Regions from separate parts of the Mus musculus genome. Here region 1 is linked to region 2. A link is a contact called in public promoter capture Hi-C data. All regions are on one chromosome and are shown on one strand. The core of a region is the stretch at or near the end of the contact, and the rest is flanking DNA. Distances in the headings are between cores, read along the strand shown. Region 1 holds the start of Ccpg1os (cell cycle progression 1, opposite strand). Region 2 holds the start of Rnf111 (ring finger 111).

Evidence for each region. Promoter capture Hi-C pulls out the DNA fragments that hold promoters and counts their contacts.
Region 1: a promoter capture Hi-C map of erythroid cells shows a contact between it and region 2, with 5 times the contacts expected there. The contact joins the promoter of Ccpg1os here to the promoter of Rnf111 in region 2. A contact is called at or near these places in 1 of 39 promoter capture datasets (erythroid cells) and 2 of 9 other capture datasets (adipose tissue and liver).

The regions. Positions count from the first base shown.
Region 1 is chr9:72,983,858-72,987,407 of GRCm38.p6, forward strand. It overlaps Ccpg1os (cell cycle progression 1, opposite strand), which reads right to left and starts at 1,519. Exons shown (of 2, transcript NM_001198789.1): 1 at 1,284-1,519. The coding sequence starts at 1,310. It overlaps Ccpg1 (cell cycle progression 1), which reads left to right and starts at 1,647. Exons shown (of 9, transcript NM_001286544.1): 1 at 1,647-1,816.
Region 2 is chr9:70,501,871-70,505,118 of GRCm38.p6, forward strand. Rnf111 (ring finger 111) reads right to left here and starts at 1,905. Exons shown (of 15, transcript NM_033604.3): 1 at 1,589-1,905; 2 at 1,070-1,132.

The sequences.
Region 1 (3,550 bases), core at 269-2,768, 2.5 Mb after region 2:
GATCTTGAGGCATAGTGGCTATGGATTCCAGAGGATTAAATCTCCGAGTTCAAGGTCATCCGGGATTAAAGGTGTGGTAGAACACACCTTTAATCTGGGCTACACCTTCTGCTGGAGACAATATAAGGACATTGGAAGAAGGGAGTCTTGCTCTTGCTCCTTCGCCTGCTTGCTGTGTGAGACTGAGTGAGTAACTGCTGGATCCTTGGACTTCCATTCACAGCTGCGACTGAACCATTGTTGGGAATTGGGCTGGGGACTGTAAGTCATCAATAAATTCTTTTACTATATAGAGACTATCCATAGGTTCTGTGACTCTAGAGAACCCTGACTAACACAATCACCTTCAGGTCTAGATTTAATGATTTTAAAAAGTCACTTCAATAATCCAAGTCACCAGGTGTCTTATCTACACCAAGTCATGGGGGACCGTGCTATCTCGTCTACAGCTCATAAGTAATCAAAGTAAGTACCACTTTACAAACCCACTCACTGTAAAGCCAGCTTTGTTATTTAAATTTTCGCCTGTTCACCAAGTTGGAAGAGCAGAGTGTAGTAGCATAGGCCTGTAATCCTAACACTTGGGAAATAAAGGCAAGGGGTTCTGGAATTCAGTGCCAGCTACACAAAGAATTTAAAGTCAGCCCGAGTTACTCTGAGAAGCTCTGTCTCAAAAAAAACCCACCACCCAGAACTCCCCTCTCACCCAAACAAAAACGAGGGGTTAGGGATCTACCTCCTTTGTAGAGGGCTTTCTTAGCTTGTGTGAGGCTTGAGGTTCAATCCCTAGTTACAGCAACACAAATATCAGATCTAAATGTGAACTAGCTTTTGCCCAACATCAGCTTGTTGAATGGTTTCCTTTACTGTTTACTCACTAGACAGGTAGGGGACAGAGGAACGGTAACTTCCCTCTGGGGTGAGTGCACTCCTATTCACCCTCTTCCATCCTTTTAGACTAGGCATACTCTAAGTGACAAAAACATGAAGGTTCTAGGGCTGGGAGGTGTAGTTCAGTAGAACAGAGATTACCTACCATGCACAAGTCCCTGAGTTCGATCCCCACGACTGCAAATAGATAATGCAAAACAAAAACCATCCTGGACAAAAGATCATTTGTAGTGAGGTGCCTCCTATACACCTTCAGAGTAATTACTTTGTGGATCGTGCATTTAAACTTGTAAATATAACAGCTTGGTGACTAGTGAGTGGGAGTAGATGGTGCCTCAAACACTATTATGAATTCGACTTTCAAAAGCATCTAGCTCTCTGCCCAAACCCACCAAGTCGCAGTCTGTCTCTCTCGCCATCTTAATCTCTTCGGCAAAAGCAACTCTTTCCTGATAGCGAGAAGTCTGGCGAAGGCGTAGGGCCCAGTCTTCTTACAGAACCGACGGAAAGCAACAGCAAGACGATCGGAGTCCCGTAAACTACAATTTCTGGGGAGGAAGACGGTGGGTGGAAACCCTCCGTCTTCCAGTGTGGCAGCCCGTCTCCGTGGCAACCGGCTGCAGGCGTGGGAGCCCGGATGTTGTGGAGATCCGCAGTCGCTCCGCCCAGCTTCCGGTAGCCTCAGGGGTGCGGGCCGTACGCATCTTCGGGAGTCGTAGTTCTTTTTGCTCGCCGCGAGCTGGCAGGAGACGTAGGAGGAACTTCAAGTCCCAGCATGCCTTGCTGCGCCGCGCCTGCCACCGCTTCCCCGCTGCGGACGCCTGCGAGCAGGTTGTTGTTTTTATGAGGCGTCACTGGCGTCTGGAGCGCGGACGCCGCCACGGTGACAGCTGGCGCGGTCGGGCGGAAGAGGCGCTGTCTTCGGGTAAGACCCTGGGGCGCAGGTCGGGCTGATGGGGCGGCCGCGGGCTGCAACTCGTACCTTCGGGCGCAGCGCCGGGAGGCTTTCTCCTGGTGGATGCCTTGGTCCTCGGGCGACCTCGGGCGGAGGGCGCGACCTGGCAGGTGTTAGGCGCGGGCTCGCAGGCTGCAGCCCCGCGAGCTCGGAGCTGGGCGCCCCGGGATTCAGGTGCAGCTGCATCCGTATGCTGAGATGCCGCGTGCGTCACTCTGAGCCGGCTCGGAGGTCCCAGGTGTCAGGAATAGAAAAGTGTGCACCCCAGAAGTATACTCCTATTCAGCCCCGAAGCCTGTTCTCCGCCCGTTCTTCACGCTTCCCCTCCGGGTCCTTACCAGCGTTTGTTAGGCTGACGGCTTGTCCTAAGTAGCAGCTGCGCGTGTGTCGTTTGTGTTTACCTCTCATTTATCCCAACTCTGCCAGGGGCAGCGCCCGAGTTCTAGACCGCAACCAGCTGGGGTGTTTTCCTTAAGGGTGAACCATCATGCACTGCCCTCTCCCACTTTTGCTTTATTGGCTGTATGGGGCTGCTTGTCCCTAGAAAGGGCAACCAGTTGGTTATTCTCAGTTAGGGGTGCTATGAGACCTTTCCAGCAAGGTCACATAATGTTTGAAATGTCAGCACTAACTATCTTAAAGACCCAATATTTTTTCTTTCGCCTTTTTTTTTTTTTTTTGGAGTGGGTGGATTGGGTTTTTTTGGTTTGTTTGTTTTTGTTTTTTGAGGTAGGGTTTCTCTGTGTATCTCCACCTATCCTAAAACTTGCACTGTAGTCCAAGCTGACCTCCAACTCAGAAATCCGTTTGCCTCTGCCTTCTGAGTCCACCGACTAACTTTAAGATCCCAATCTTAATAGGTCTTAGATTTCTCAGGGGATATTTATCATGTATAACTGGTGTGAGTAGTTTGCTATTCTGACAAGCTCAAGTCACAGGGGAACTGAGAAGGTTGTTAAGGGTGAGTTAATGCTTTTGGCTTTTTTTTCTTGCTGTGTATCTCTGGCTGTCCTGATACTAATATATCCCAGGCTAGACCTGGGAGTTCTCTTGCCTAAGCGTCCTAGGCACTGTGATCGTAGTTGGGTACCATGGAGCCTGCTGTAAATGCTGTTTTAACCCTGTTACACCAAAGTTGAAATTCCAGTTAAAGGTGGTACCCCAGATATTTAGAAACTGAAGCAGGGGAATGGCAAGTTTGAGACCACTTGAGCAATATAGTGGAGAGCATATTTCTGTATAAAAAGACCGGAGAATGTAGTTCTTTGGTACAGTACTTGCTTAATGTATGTGAGGCCCTGAGTTTAAGCCCCAGGATGATCAGAACAACTCCTAGAACCAGTTTTGTACTGTAAGCCAAAGAATAGACTGTTGTGTTTCCATTGGAGTTTTAAGGATATTTAGTTATGAAGGTGATTGTCTAGGATGTGAAACTAAACTGACCTCTTTACGCTTTACTGTGTTTTCTGGGGATGCACCACCTTTTTTTTTTTTTTTTTTTTTTTAAAAGATGTGTTTTTGTATGTTTTGTCTGCTGTAAAGGCAGCTTGTGTATGCAGTGCCTGTGGAGACCAGAAGAGTTGGGAACTGTCCTCCTAGTATTTGTTCTCCACCATTGAGCTGTTTCTTCAGCTCTGAAATCTTTAAAAGACAGCATCTCATATAGCCCAGGCCAGCTACCAGTTGGCTATGTAGCCTTGAATT
Region 2 (3,248 bases), core at 655-3,154:
TTTGTCCATGGTTACACCCTAAGAAAGTAGCAAAAGTAATATATATTTTGGGGGTGGGTATTTAAAATAGGATCTCTCTACATAGTATGGGCTGTTGTAGAACTCACTATATACACCAAGCTAGGCTCTGCCTCCCAAATGTTAGGATTAAAGGCAACTCGAGCCATCACACACTCAGCACTCCTGCTACAAAAGTAATTTAAAGCTAAATTGTTTCTCTTCAAAATAGAAGAGCTTCCTTAAAACCTATGTCACAATGTAACACAATATTACAATGACCAGTTTCTACTAAACCTTTTTACTAAAATAAAAACAAAACAAAAAATCACTTAGTTACAAACTATCAAAATATAAATCCAGACCTGGAAAAATGGTTTGTTGTCAAGAGTGCTTACTATGCTGGCTGAGGACCCAATCGGGACTCAGCACCTATACAGGGCAGTGCAAAACCTCCTTTAACTACCACTCCAGAGTACTAGGTCCTCTTCCGGCCTCAGAGGCACCTGCACTCACATGTACAGACCCCACACACTGGTATATACGCACATGAAGGTTTTGGGGTTTGTTTGGGTTCTTTAACGTAGACTCAAAAGCTAAGTAAAATCAGAATTCTTGAAAGGACATCTGTATTAAGTCACGTGAGAGCTATTGCAAAGACAAATGGTAAAGATATGAGGAACCTCTGTTCATCTTTTTTTTGATTTTGCTCTCTTTGGTTAAAGAGGTCCCCAAAACAAGAAAATTAAAGATAAAAGTGCCAAATGGAACTAAGTTTGGATCAAGTCAGGTTCAAGAGCTGTCAGAACTCTGACAATGAGGTCTCTGTCAGCTGGCTCACTCACTGCTACTCAGGAGTTCTAAACTCATTCTGTACATAAATCAAGGAACAGGAAAGCTCTCAACAATACAATGGAGTCACCCCAGACATGAGCAAATTAAGTGAAGGCGCTAGCTACAACTTCCTGGTTTTTTGGTTTTTGGTTGTTGTTTTTTTTGGACGCTAAAAAGTCACACTTTTTTTTTAAAATTATCTATAAAGCTCTATAATCTAAGAAGTGTGGTGACAAACCTCTATTTCTCCAGAACAAAAACCGATATTTCCACCGCACCACTGCTGACTCCGATCAATTATCTAGGCAGGATAAAGAAAACATCTTTTTTTAATGACTAACCAGCCAACTCCACACAATATCAGACGCGCCTGTCTTCTGCTCCGCGGACTGCGCGTGCCCGCCCGCACCGGGCGGCTCCCGGCTCCAGCCGGGGTTACCTTCCTCACTCCATTGTCACCCCCACTCCTCGGCCCTGAGCCCCAGTCCCGCTGGCGAGCGGCGGCCCCGGGGCGCAATCCCCTCACCCACCCCCTCCCAAGAGGCCGTGGGTGTGTCCGCGGGCGGACTCTTGCCCGGACACAATGAGCCACTCCGCGCCGTCCGGGACCCGCGGTCATTCCCCTGTCGCCGACCCGGGCCGGCCGCCGCGGCCCTTCCTCTTTCTCCCTCCTGCTCGGCCCCTCCCCCGCCGCGCGCAAGCGCCACCGCGCCGCTCCCCTCCCCCGCACCCCCCCCCCTTCCGCCGGCGCCCTCACCCGAGTCCGCAGGCCCCGTGCGGCCAGGTCCCGGACTCGCTGGCGCGGGGCTGGGGAACAGCGCTCGGCCGGGTGAGGCTGAGGCGGGCCGGGCGGCTCTCCTCAGGAGGGCGTCTGTCAACACCGCCGCCGCGGAGCGTGAGGCTGAGCCTGGCTCGGCTGGACCCGGCTCCGAGCACCCGATCGCGGCCCACGCGCGCTCGCGACCCTGAACGGCCGGCGTGCCTTACGCCGCGCAGCACCAGCGCCCCGCCACCATCGCCGTCGCCGCCGCCGCAGCCTGGGCCGGCCCTCCCCGACTGCGCGAGCGCGACACCGGGGCCCTTTTACGACAGTTCGGAAAGCGAGCGCTCCGGACCCTCACGCCCTCTCACAGCAGTATGTCTGCGCATGTGCGGGCCAGGGACCGCCCCCCTGCGTCCCAGTCCTTCCTCTTTGCACTGGCTTAGGCGAACTGTTGGCCCAGTGGGACTAAGTTAAAAATAAGGTGGTTGGGTTCACTTTCTTCCGTGATTTCGGGCTCAACAGTGCTTCAGCATAATTCCGCCTACGTACTGGTTGCTTTTTCTCAAACTAAAAATTATTCCAGCTTACTGATTGCACTAGTCGCGCCTTTAAATAAAAAAACAAAAAAACACGGGTTAGTGTCTTTCTCAGCAGATGATACCCAAAACAGAGATCTCATCTCACTGGTGAAGTGAATTTTCAAAATCATTTCAAATGTATTATTAGGTAGCCTGGGAGCTATACAATCGCAGATGACTTCTTAATTGCCTCACAAAACCCAGAAGATTGCAGTTTTTATTGTGTGCCCTAGAAGGATGTAAGGACAGAGAGTGGGCTCTGCAGTCAATCAGACAGATTTCCGGTCAGAAAGCAAAGTGAGGGTGCCCAAGCTGACTTATTAACACCTTTATAAATCTCAGTTTCCTCTTCTATAAAACATGATAGCCTTATATGCTTCAAAATGATCTTGTGAGGTCAAATATGACGACTTAAAGTACCTTATATTACCAATTAAGTATTTAACAAGCATTAATAACCTCCTTCTACATCAGCTCGTCGATAATATTCACTCATGTTCTCCATATTTAGTGAAGGTGATTTTTTGGCTTGGTTTGGTTTGGTTTTGGTTTTTCGAGACAGAGTTTCTCTGTGTAGCCCTGGCTGTCTTGGAACTCACTCCAGAGACTCAGAGATCCACCTGACTCTGCCTCCCAAGAACTGGGAGTATTTTTAAATTTTAAAAGAAGAAGAAATGGAAAACATTGGATTTGGATTTCCTCAGCCTCCCTAGTTGCTGCCCTCTACAAGTAGAATTCTATCGGGACTATCAAAGCCCAGGACTTTTTTGTTTTGTTTTGTTTTGTTTTGTTTTGTTTCCGGGCTTGGTTAGGTTTGGTTTTTTTCGAGACAGGGTTTTTCTGTATTGCCCCGGCTTTCCTGGAACTCACTCTGTAGACCAGGCTGGCCTCGAATTCAGAAATCTGCCTGCCTCTGCCTCTGCTTCTGGGACTAAAGATGTGTGCTTCTTGGGTTGGGGACTTTAGGTTAGAGGCAAGACTTGTCTGTTCTGATCAGGTAGAGTTTTTGAAGTGTCTAATGTTTACCCAAAGGCTTGAACTTAGTTGGTTGTTGAGTGTGTTAATCTAAAACTAAG